Regions from separate parts of the Mus musculus genome. Here regions 2, 3 and 4 are each linked to region 1. The links are chromatin contacts, called in public Hi-C and HiChIP or PLAC-seq maps. All regions are on one chromosome and are shown on one strand. The core of a region is the stretch at or near the end of the contact, and the rest is flanking DNA. Distances in the headings are between cores, read along the strand shown. Region 1 holds the start of Ptprt (protein tyrosine phosphatase, receptor type, T). Region 2 overlaps Ptprt (protein tyrosine phosphatase, receptor type, T). Region 3 overlaps Ptprt (protein tyrosine phosphatase, receptor type, T). Region 4 overlaps Ptprt (protein tyrosine phosphatase, receptor type, T).

Region 1 (2,700 bases), core at 127-2,626:
TTCCTCCCCTGATTTCTTATGTGAGCACAGCTGTTGCTTAGCAATCCAAAAAGAACCCTTTCCTAAGTTCCGCTGACATGCCTCAACGTGCCCCCCGCCCCCGACCCCGACCAGCGACAGCAGCTCAGTGTGGTCACTCCTAAACCAAAGGTGCTAAGAAACTTCGAGGTGATTTTGAACTTGGAGGTATCCCTCCCCACCTCTCCTTCCCTCTTTAAGGGACTCACGGAAGGAAGCCCTACCAGTGGGGTTTTAGTGATGAGAGAGACCCTCGGTAGTGGTCTCTTCAGCTCAGTCGCCACTAAGAAGACACTAGACACACTCTGGGGAACTAGCTACCTGCCCATGGGCAAGCCGAAAGACGAGTGTCCCGAAGTTTTCAGAAGCCCACTAGCTCACTGATCAAAGCCACTGCACTTAAAGGGCCTTAGCAGGGTACCCATTACTCTGGACAGAGCCACGAGGTGAGGTGAGGGTTTAGCCGAGTGGGTCATTCACAAGAACACTCCCATGGGAAGTCCCAGCTGCTAAGGGCTCGCTAAGGGGAGCGGCGTGTTTAGAACAACACTGGATGATCTTCAGTGTCTCCCAGGAGAAAGGAAAAGCCACCGCCCTGGCAGCCTGGGCCTGCTAGGGACCTGTGCTCCCCACTCCAAGAGCGCGCAGCCCAGGAAGCTGCCCGGGTGACAGTGCTCCGCGCCGGGCGAGAAGCGGCGCCTCCTCCCTCCACCCCGAAACACTCGAGTGACAGGTTCCGACAAGTGGGAGGCAGCAAGTGGAAATATTCGCAACAGCCGCGCAAAGTTACTCCCGCCCGGGGGTGGGGGGGAAGCGGCAGGAAAGTAAGGCGACGAGGGGCCAGGGGGGGACCTGGAGCGGGACTGGGCACGCCTGGACACAGCAGCTGCGTCCGGAGGTTGGGACGGGACTCCCACCGGGCCCCGGCATCCCCTGGCCACGGGACCCAACTTTCTCCTCCCAGGGCTGGGGAGAGCGAAGGGGCCCGGGGAGCCCGGCGGGCGCACTCACCTGCGGCGCTCTGCGCTCCGGCGCCGGGCAACGGCGGCCGCTGCAGCCCCAGGAGCAGGAGCCGGAGCAGGCAGAGGGCGAGCCCGCCAAGGCTCCCCATCCGGGCGGCAAGCGGCTCAGCCCCTTCCCGAGGGCGCCGGGGCCGGGACTCGGGCGGGCGCGGGGCGGCCCCGCATCGCCAGCGCGGCTGCAGGCAGTGCGCGCCGCTGGGCTCCCGGGGCTGGCTCCTCTCCGGCTGCGGGAGCCGGCGCCGCTGCGCTCCGAGCCCAGGCGCGGCGCGAACTGAGGCGCGAGGCTGGGCGGGGGCGGGACGCGGGGGCCGGGGGGCGGTGTCCCCAGAGTCCTAACGCCGCCGCCGTCGCCGCCGCCCGCCCGGGCGCTCCGCCTCGGCCACGCACACACACCCTCGCGCGCACGCCCGCCCGCGCCTGGCACACGCCCGCGGCTGCCACTCGCGGGCTCCCCCACGCACCCTCTCCCGGGCTGGCCGGCTCGGGGCCGCTCGCGCACTCAAGCGCGTACACACATCGCTCTTGCACACACAGGATCTGCGGGGTATTCGCCTCTTCGCCCCGCGCCACACCACCCAGCTGAGCATCGCTTTCAGGCTACCCTGCGGGGGCGCAGGTACGAGGCGATGGGGGGAGGAGAGAAACCTGGAACAGCCTTTGAAGTAAGGGTGGGAGAACAGGTGACTGGGGGGGGGGGGGGCAGTGCGAGCAGGCAGGGGGAGGGAGAGGCCCGATCAACTCCGGACGCTACAGGGCTGTGAATTGCGGGAGGGGGATGCTTCGCAAAGCTGGGGACAGCTGTTGAAGGGTCTCCTGCACACCCTAAAATTCTCTCGTATATTCATATTCTCCCTTTCTCTTTCTTTCTCTCTCCCTTTCCCTCCCTCTTTCCTCATCCCCTATCATCTAGTCAGCAGTCCAGCACAGCCGACCTTAATCACAACACATCTCTTTCTCTTGTCCCTAACCCCGCCCTACACACACAGGTGTGGGAATCTCTCCCCCTTCTCTAGCTGCCTCCCCTGTTCTCCCTTTCAGAGAGAAATGGAGCTTTCCCCCTTTTGCTTCCTGGTCTGAACAAAGACCTGGCTGGGGCTGAAGGCCTAAAGACATAGATCACTGGGCAGTGCCTGCCACAGCCCACAGGCCTGCCACCAGGGGAGGGATGTGAGCCTTGTATATAAAGGCCTTCGATAAGGACACCCAAAGATGCTGAAGGGATTCCTACTTTGTAAACACTTTACTGCCTGCCCAAAGCCCTCCTTCGGTTTAACAAAGTGTTTCCCCCTCCCCATTCCACTCCCTTGTTGGAGTCCCAAAGGACTGAACCGGACAGACAGACCATTAGGAGTCATATGGAAGTCAAACACAGCCAGCATCTCCAAAAGTGGGGCACCAGGGGCTCTGGGTTGGAGTTGCTTTGGCAGAGCCTCACTGGTACCCCAGCTCTGCCGAGGTGGACGTTTTTTATTGAACACCAGCCCATTTATTTCTCTCAGCCCACACTTGTAATTCCAGGCAAATGCTTCCACCTGGCTCTGAACGACCTCCCTCCACCTCCACAGCCTCCACTTTTCTCAAGATAAACACAGGGGCCAGCCCATTGCATGGCCAAGCACCTCCCACACTTCCCTGGTCAAAGCACTCTCCCAGGGGAGAG
Region 2 (2,700 bases), core at 159-2,658, 860 kb before region 1:
AGGGTGTGGAATCTGCAGGAGCTGAAGGTACACGCAGTTGTGAGCTGCCAAATGTGGGTGCTGTGAACAGAACCCTGGTTCTCTGCAAGAGTTGCACCAGCAGCTCACGTTCTGCCCTTACCTTCAGATTAGTTTTAAGCAAACCTCGCCCAGATGTTTCCCGTTATGGCACTTCAGTTAACTTTCCTATTGTTCCTGATCAACTTATGTAGCTCTTAAATTTTCTTTTCATGTGTAAAGCATTATATGTATGTGTATGGCTGTGTGTGGGTGTGTGCACTTGAGTGCAGGTGCCCATAGATGATATATGTGTACATCTGTGTGTGTGTGTGTGTGCATGTGAGTGCAGGTGCCCATGGATGGTGTATGTGTATATCTGTGTGTGTGTGTGTACATGTGAGTGCAGGTGCCCATGGATGGGGTATGTGTACATCTGTGTGTGTGTGTGTACATGTGAGTGCAGGTGCCCATGGATGGTGTATGTGTACATCTGTGTGTGTGTGTGTGTGTGTACATGTGAGTGCAGGTGCCCATGGATGGTGTATGTGTATATCTGTGTGTGTGTGTGTACATGTGAGTGCAGGTGCCCATGGATGGGGTATGTGTACATCTGTGTGTGTGTGTGTGTGTACATGTGAGTGCAGGTGCCCATGGATGGGGTATGTGTATATCTGTGTGTGTGTGTGTACATGTGAGTGCAGGTGCCCATGGATGGGGTATGTGTACATCTGTGTGTGTGTGTGTACATGTGAGTGCAGGTGCCCATGGATGGGGTATGTGTACATCTGTGTGTGGGCGTGTACATGTGAGTGCAGGTGCCCATGGATGGGGTATGTGTACATCTGTGTGTGGGCGTGTACATGTGAGTGCAGATGCCTGTGGATGACAGAGGTGGCTGATCCCTCTGGATTTGGAGTTACACTCAGTTGTGTCCTGTCTGCTATGGATGCTGGTAATCTGAATGTAGTTCTTTGCATGAACAGTTGGTACTTTACCACGGAGCCATCCCTCCAGTTCTCTTTCTTATTTTCTATTAGAGGTTAAAGTAAAAATGTTGGCCATTTTTTTTCTTGTAATCAGTTTCCTTAACTTTCCTGTTTCATAAGGTTATACTATAATCATACTAACACGGGTTTCTTTCTACTTCTTCACAAGCCTAGCCTTCTCCCTTCTTTGAGCCGTCCCTTGGTACAGCATCACAGAACTCTCTCCTGCTACTCACCTCTGCACTGTCCTTGAATGTGGTCCTCCTCTTTGCTTGATTTGCAGACACCACAGTGATGCTGAAGTTTCCAAGTGCAAACCTCTGCTCAGACGCCTCTCCGGCACCACAGACGTTTAGAGCTTAAATAGCCCCTGTGGTAGGAGGTGAACATGGCAACCACTCTCTTCTCTCCATCCTGGCAGCAACAGCCCCAGTCTCCATCTCTCCAGATGGCAGACAGTTCAAAATAGAACACGCTCACTCTTCGTGTTCCATCGACTGCTCCATTTAAAATACTCTCCTCCAAACACCTGTTTTTTCCCCCTCCTTGATTTGAGACTGAGTAATACAATCCAAAATCCCAACACCAGAGCCAGTTCTTGGTAAGCTGGATTGCTGGGCAGCAGAGTGAGGGTAGAGGCTGGCAGGGCTGGTTTATAATGGGAACTCAGCAGTGTAGCTAGGCTGAGACCAAGTGAATGCACCCCATCTATATTATTCAAGTGTTGCCTTTTTTCCCCTGGTGTTTTCCTGTAAAATTGTTCTTTCCTTAAAGAGATAAACTTTAGTACATATATCCAAGTTATGTACGCTGCTATAGATGGGCGATAGATAGTAAGATAAGGAGAGATGCACAGAAATTACCATAGCAAAGCGAAATCAACATATCCATAGTTTCACATACTTTGCCTTTCTGCTTTTTTGCTTTTGTAATAAGACTGAATTATCTGTCTGCCTGTTGTTCTTTGGTTCGACACAGGACTGACCCATCTCCTTTGGTGGTTCCACATATCTCTAATTAAAATGGTATATTCCTTTAGTGCCATAGTTAGACTGTGGGAAGAAAATACAACAGCATGCATCCTCTTATTTCTTATTTCCACTGCTGCTTCTTTTATCTGGCTTCTCATGTTCCCTAATCCAGTGTGATACATTCCCAGCATGCTTTTGGGCACAGATACAAGCAGTGTTAGTTACTTACAGAGTTAAATCTTCTTACAGGTTATATGAAATACCTCTCATCTCTACCAAATGCTCCCTGCAAATCAGGGCACACAGAACTCCTCATATTTAGTCCCTAGCAAAGGTGGCCAGGAGAACCGGGGGGACCTGAACAAAACAAACACGGCTTAGAGAATGATTGTAATTGCTGTCTCTCATCTACCTCCATGTGAACTGGGACTTACAAACTCCTCAGGCTGCCCCATGCTAATAAATCCTCCAAATTTTCATTTCTTCTTCCTAATTGGACACAATCATATGCTGGTGTCTGAGAATCAGATGGTAATGATTCCAATTTTGCTCGCTGTAGCTCCACGGACCAGCAAAACCCTTCTGTGATTGTTCCGTGTGCTCTCACTCCGGGCTTTGCTGTTATTAAAGGAATCCTGGAGGAAATTTGGCAATAGTTTTCTGTTTTTTTTCCCCCAGTAAAGTTTCTTCATTCTTTAAAAGTTGGTTGGGTCTCCAATTTTCACTGCAACTAATCACCCTGC
Region 3 (2,700 bases), core at 181-2,680, 700 kb before region 1:
GTGTGTATGTGTGTGTATGTGTGTGTTTAGGTTTATTTGGAAGTTGCTCTTATGAGGGTGAGTTCGCAGGAGGCCAAGGAAATCACCTTGGGAAGGAAAGGGAAGGGGTGGCAAGAAGAAGAGAAAGCCTACTTGCAGAGAGAAGGAAATGGGGGAGGGGGTAGAAAAGAGGAGAGACCAAAGTGTTTGGATTATATAAGGAGAGCCTCTGAGCTAAGAGCAGCCCAGCCCCTGGGCTGAAAAGTTTGAGGTTGGGCTTGGGCAGTGCCAGGTAGGGACTGAGGGATGCTGGGAGAATCTGGAGGAAAGATCTGCTTTGGCATGTAAAATATGCCCCTCAGCCCCTTGTTGTGAGTCTGAAACCTAACAGCTATCTCCTCTTCAACTGGACTCATATCTCATAACATTTTCCTCCACTGAGGTAATGAACAATGCTCCATAGTATCTCGCATAATCCCTAAAAATCTATCTTCCCTGGCTTGAGAAAGAAGGGAAGATACTGTTTGATGTCAAGGTTTCTTAGAGGCCAGGGACTCCATGGATTGATGGTATAATTTCCATTACACACAGGGAAGAAAGAAGAGAGGAGACAGCTGCCCTGAGTCCAGTGTAAGGTTACAGAATGAACTAATACATTTTATTCTGACCTTGAGCTCCAGGGACCTATGCTTTCTCCTACTGGGATCCTCAGAGTCCATGCAAAGCATCTCACAAGGTTCCATCAGCATCACTTTTTGAACTTCACAGGGTGAGCACTGTGTCCATGACACTAGAGGCTAACCCAAGTGCCATTTTAAAAGCCTGGGGCATTAGAAAAAGTGAGATCTTTGAAAACAGAGAGAATGGTATTTATATCCCAGATCCCAAGGTCTGAATGAGTTGCTCAGGCTTGGCTAGGTACAGTACAGGCAAGGTTATGCTCCACTAAAAGTATACCCTTGCATCTGTAGTCTCCAACAGCAAGTGTTACATGTCCACGGGCAGGTTAAAATACAGCTCTACCAATCCTAATTACATGAGACTCAAGCTGATGAAACAGATTGCAGAGAAAATGGTGATACTCGAACTAGCCCCTGCGGCTCTCACTCTGTGAGACGTGTGTCAATTATACTCTCATTGGTACATCTGACCCAAGATGACAGAGGGGCTGAGCCATCTGGGGAAAGGAACAACAGTATTCCAAATGTGTGATTATCTCACTAAAATACTTATCGTTTTGGAGCCTACAGCTTCTCTGTAAGGCAGGTCAGGGAGAAGGATGAAATAGAAAAAATTAGACCATATGTCTTAATGCATGAAGAATCCAGCATGAGATCTGGCCAACAACTGAGGCTTGACAAACATGATCCCCACTGATTGCATTGGGTTCCTGCCCCTGCAGACAGGAGAATAGAAATTGGTAAGAGAATGCCAGGGGCCTGGTTTTCTACTAAGAAGACAATGAAAATGAGTTGGAACAGTAGCCAGAGGGCAGGAGTCCAGGGTTGGCAGCCAGGCCCAGGGATCACACAGAATTTCATTTCATTACTCTCCTTTTTTTTTTTTTTTTTTTTTTTTTTTGCATAAAATAGCTAACTCGCTAGAAAACCAGGTTGAATAGGAAGTTCACAAAGGGATCATTTAGGCAGCCAGATCTGTCTGAGGTTGATCAGTGGTGGGCATCTTGATGCGGGCTGGCACTTTCATTAGCATATTTACTCATGCTTTTATCTTGAATCATCAAATGGCTTAATAGTGTGCATTGTATTCCCAGGCTTGAAATAACAATGGCTGTGTGGCTGTATGATAGATGTTTTTAATAAAATCAATAATTACCCTCTGTGTGTTTGTGTGTGTGTGTGTGTGTGTATGTGTGTGTGTGTGTGTGTTTTATAATCTTCCCATTTCCTTTTAATTGTGGCTTTTTAAGTATGAGGAAGTAAAAAAAAAAAACCCAAGACTAAGGTAGAATTCTCAAAATACCACTTTTTTTTTTTTGTCAGAATTTGCTTTAGGAACATCTGCCAAATAGAAAGGTGGGTCCTAGAGTCTGATTCTAGTGAAAACTTCGTGTAAGAACATTATCAGAGGCAGAGGAAAGAGGGCTGGCCTCACAGTCACTCCAAGGAGGGCTTGAACTCAAGCTGTGTGAGAAGGCTGGCAACAGAGTTCTTGAGCTGAATGTCTAATTTGCAAAATGGCCCAGCAGGATCCTTCATGAATCTGAAGAACAGAAACACACTTATAAGGTAATTTTACCTACCAGCCGTTCCTGGGCACCAGGAACCATTGTGAGTGATTTTACAAGTAGAGATTAACTCATTTAACCTTCCATGGCAATTAACCAGGTTAGGTACTTTGAATGTCTCCAGCTGATGCTAAGGAAAGTATGGGATAGAGAAAAAGAGAGATTAAGCAACCTGTCTATCATTCCAACAGATACTATGTGGCAGAGCTGGAGTCAGAACCCAAACCAGCTGCCTAGAACACTGTATGTGCCAAGCCGCTCCATACAGGTGTGTTGTTGTTGCTTTGATTATTGGTCTCATGAGCCCATTTCTACTTATCAGACCAGGCTGGTGCACATTTTATGCCTGTCCCTTACATATATCCTTTTACTTAATTTGTTTCTAGTCAAACTGCCTTGTGGGGGTGCTGTTCCACACATTCATTTCTCAATGTCTGGGAAGAACTGCCCTTTAATTATGTTTATGGTATGTC
Region 4 (2,700 bases), core at 100-2,599, 800 kb before region 1:
TAAGTCCACATATTTCTGGAGCCCACAAAAGATCCTTATTTTGATGTGCATATGACTAGAATGATGGATCCTAATAAACTCTTCCAGGATAAGCCAGGCATTCAAACAACTTTGGGAAAATTACAGTCTAAACACAGGATATCCTGAGGCTCAAACCAGTTTTGGAGAATATTGGAAAGAGGCTGATTTTCCTCTCATGACCAGATTGTTCCAAAATATTGCTGTGAGCTGGGCAGCATGGGATATATTTACTGACTCATTTTGCACAAGTATTGCAACAATATGAGTTAAATGCAATTCTCTAGGTTCTAGTCACCATTAACATCACTTTTCACCTAGGAAAATATATTGTGTCTTTCCAAATCTGACTTATAAGATGACTCTGGCAATATCACCTTTGGTAAAGTGAGGATAGCCTATAACTGGGTTGCCTTAGCAACAAATAGGATTGAACATTAACAATTGAATCCAGATGGTCATTACAGACAGTCAAGAAAACAGTCCCTGCTCACTTTGGAATGTGTCCACCATCCAGTTGCATATCAACCTACAATGGGGTCTGAAAGTATGTCATGTCTCTATCTTTAGTCAGAGTCATATCTACAGCATATCTTGGGTTGGACTCTATGCTCTCTTTATTAATGAGACTACAGGGCAGAGTACAACAGATCGCTGGCATCTTAGCAAAATGCTGGACTTTGATTTGCATATATCACTCCAACCATATGGGACTCATATATGGCTTCCCTCTCCCTAGTAAGAATGGATCTAGACGGAAACACATGACTGATTGGTTGATTCATTTATTCAAGTTTTTTTTTTAATCAGAGTCCCCTTTTCCTGGTCCTGTGCAAGATTCTAAGGCTACAATTGTGACTGCTACAATTTCTGCCTTCAAGGTGTTCTGCCAGAAGAGCAGATGGTATTTAAATCCCTGCTGTGTTTGAGAAGGATTTCAGAAAGATATTCACAAGATGAGAAGCCAGATAATGACAGGACTACCCCTTTCAGAGTGAGTTCAAAAATACAACATCAAGGGACCAAATATTATTGGATAAGGGATACTGGAAAAGGCAGAAAGAATGTAGAAGAGGGTATCTCTATAAAGAAATGGTGATTGCAAGGGCCAAAACTAGATTTTTACGGTGTATTAAGGGTACGACAAGGATGCTGACATGATCAAGGATGGGAACAGAAGAAGGTGCCTGGAAAGTCACACTAGTCAAGCCCAAGAGAGAAGAAAACCATGAAGGGATTTTGAGCAGGTAGAGTTGGTAGCACTATGCTGGGCTATTTCTGTAGTTGAGGCAAGGCTTAACAGATGAAGCTATAAGGGGTATTTGGTAAGGAGGTGGATGTGGGATGTGAGGGAGATGGCGAAGCTTAAGATACCTCACCACCACCACTTTCTGGCTCAGAAGCATAGTATCTACTTTTTATCAGGACAGGAATCTAAGAGCAGAAGTTTAGAAAAGCAGATTGGCTGACTCACATTTCAGCTTAGAATAACTCAAATATAAATGTTAAAATACTAAGTAAATTAACCTTTATTTAAAAACATTATCAGGCTTGGCATTTTAATGTATCATAGGTTTAATTTCCCAGGAACTTAATGATTTCTTCCTCTATCTCCCCATCCTGAATACCATCACTTCCGAACGCTCCCTGATAGTTCAGCAGAACCAAGCCAACACTTGGTGTAAACCCTGGCAGGGTGGTAAGAAGCCTGGGAAGGGGGAAAAGTGGTAAGAGTGTAATATTTATACAGCGAGAAGTTGTTTTTGAAATGTTTCTCCCAATCCGTTTTACTATAGTAGAGATCACGTAAAGAGAATCTATTATTTCTACACTCTGTTTTGTAGGTAAGAGAACCATCTGCATACACGCACACACATAGATAATACAAAGGCAGCAATGAGAGTCAGCTGGATCAAATACCACACAGGAACATAGACAAGTCTCACCAAACCCTAACCCTTTAAACAATAGCAGTGAGTACTACTATTGTAGTGCTCACACGCTATAACGCTCATGCCCAGCACTGTCTTAAAGGAGAGTGGCTGAGGGGGCCAGGCAGCACGCTGTCAGTGTCAAAGCTGGTGAACACACGTTTTGTCTTGGGATAGCCATATCCTTTGTGATGTCTGGTGATCTCACTCCAAACAGGCTAAGAACAATTACAAGAGGATGGGATGCAGAATGTTACAGTAGTCCAGGTAAAGTAGACATAGCATAGGAGCCAGAGAAAAGAGGACTGGACTAGGGACTGAATGAAACAGGGTAACAGAGAAGGCAGAGGGAGCATGAAGGGGACAGAAAGAAAGGTGAGGTCGACGTCTCAGTTTCTCAGGTTAGTGCTGCTTTTCCCACAGCCTCCCTGATTTGAGACTTGGGATTCATCCCATGCTTTCCAGCAAATCTTTCTCTCTTGATTAAGCCAGGTGGATGGGTTTCTATTATTTGGAACCATCCATGCCTGGGACAAAACAGATGAGGGTCTGTTTTCAGCTAATTGGGCCCAAGAGGCTGGAGACAAGCAGGCAACCAACATATTTGTGAGAAATGCAGAGATTTACATGCTCATTTTCAGAAAGATGTCCCGTTTGCCTCTGGAAGATAAAGCATTACAAACAGTAAAAGGGAAACTGTGTGAAAGAGCCAAAGACTCCAGTATTAACCCAGTTCAGAGCAGGATCTAGT

The links. Hi-C and Micro-C count contacts between places; a contact is called where the count stands out from the background. HiChIP or PLAC-seq counts read pairs in DNA pulled down with a chosen protein or histone mark.
Region 2: a Hi-C map of cerebral cortex shows a contact between it and region 1, with 5 times the contacts expected there. The contact joins the enhancer-like site here to the promoter of Ptprt in region 1. A contact is called at or near these places in 4 of 39 promoter capture datasets (frontonasal cranial neural crest, hippocampal neurons, liver and 1 more), 4 of 484 Hi-C or Micro-C datasets (cerebral cortex, cortical neurons, forebrain and 1 more), 7 of 115 datasets of contacts at active chromatin or transcription factors (embryonic basal ganglia, embryonic forebrain, embryonic hindbrain and 4 more) and 1 of 9 other capture datasets (embryonic stem cells).
Region 3: a Hi-C map of cerebellum shows a contact between it and region 1, with 2.2 times the contacts expected there. The contact joins the enhancer-like site here to the promoter of Ptprt in region 1. A contact is called at or near these places in 7 of 39 promoter capture datasets (the 3T3-L1 cell line, cranial neural crest, frontonasal cranial neural crest and 3 more), 3 of 484 Hi-C or Micro-C datasets (cerebellar granule neurons, cerebellum and cerebral cortex), 6 of 115 datasets of contacts at active chromatin or transcription factors (astrocytes, embryonic forebrain, embryonic midbrain and 3 more) and 1 of 9 other capture datasets (embryonic stem cells).
Region 4: a contact with region 1 is called in an H3K4me3 HiChIP or PLAC-seq map of forebrain, with 31 times the contacts expected there. The contact joins the enhancer-like site here to the promoter of Ptprt in region 1. A contact is called at or near these places in 11 of 39 promoter capture datasets (the 3T3-L1 cell line, HPC-7-derived erythroid cells, cranial neural crest and 6 more), 5 of 484 Hi-C or Micro-C datasets (the AML12 cell line, cerebellar granule neurons, cerebellum and 2 more), 3 of 115 datasets of contacts at active chromatin or transcription factors (embryonic forebrain, embryonic stem cells and forebrain) and 1 of 9 other capture datasets (adipose tissue).

Annotation. Positions count from the first base shown.
Region 1 is chr2:162,659,771-162,662,470 of GRCm38.p6, forward strand. Ptprt (protein tyrosine phosphatase, receptor type, T) reads right to left here and starts at 1,377. Exons shown (of 31, transcript NM_001291150.1): 1 at 1,030-1,377. The coding sequence starts at 1,129. 9430021M05Rik (RIKEN cDNA 9430021M05 gene) reads left to right here and starts at 1,393. Exons shown (of 4, transcript NR_033569.1): 1 at 1,393-1,656; 2 at 1,951-2,026.
Region 2 is chr2:161,798,738-161,801,437 of GRCm38.p6, forward strand. The region is part of intron 11 of Ptprt (protein tyrosine phosphatase, receptor type, T); the gene reads right to left. Among named protein-coding and RNA genes, the nearest start is that of Gm35374, 410 kb to the left of the region's middle. Within about 2 kb of position 1,409, at least 17 of the 459 cell types and tissues checked have an H3K27ac peak or open chromatin away from gene starts, as enhancers often do. A contact at or near this core is called in cerebral cortex, cortical neurons and hippocampal neurons, where this site is marked.
Region 3 is chr2:161,960,276-161,962,975 of GRCm38.p6, forward strand. All of the region lies in intron 7 of Ptprt (protein tyrosine phosphatase, receptor type, T), which reads right to left. Among named protein-coding and RNA genes, the nearest start is that of Ptprtos, 430 kb to the right of the region's middle. Within about 2 kb of position 1,431, at least 9 of the 459 cell types and tissues checked have an H3K27ac peak or open chromatin away from gene starts, as enhancers often do. A contact at or near this core is called in cerebellum, where this site is marked.
Region 4 is chr2:161,857,637-161,860,336 of GRCm38.p6, forward strand. The region is part of intron 9 of Ptprt (protein tyrosine phosphatase, receptor type, T); the gene reads right to left. Among named protein-coding and RNA genes, the nearest start is that of Gm35374, 470 kb to the left of the region's middle. Within about 2 kb of position 1,350, at least 4 of the 459 cell types and tissues checked have an H3K27ac peak or open chromatin away from gene starts, as enhancers often do. A contact at or near this core is called in cerebellum and forebrain, where this site is marked.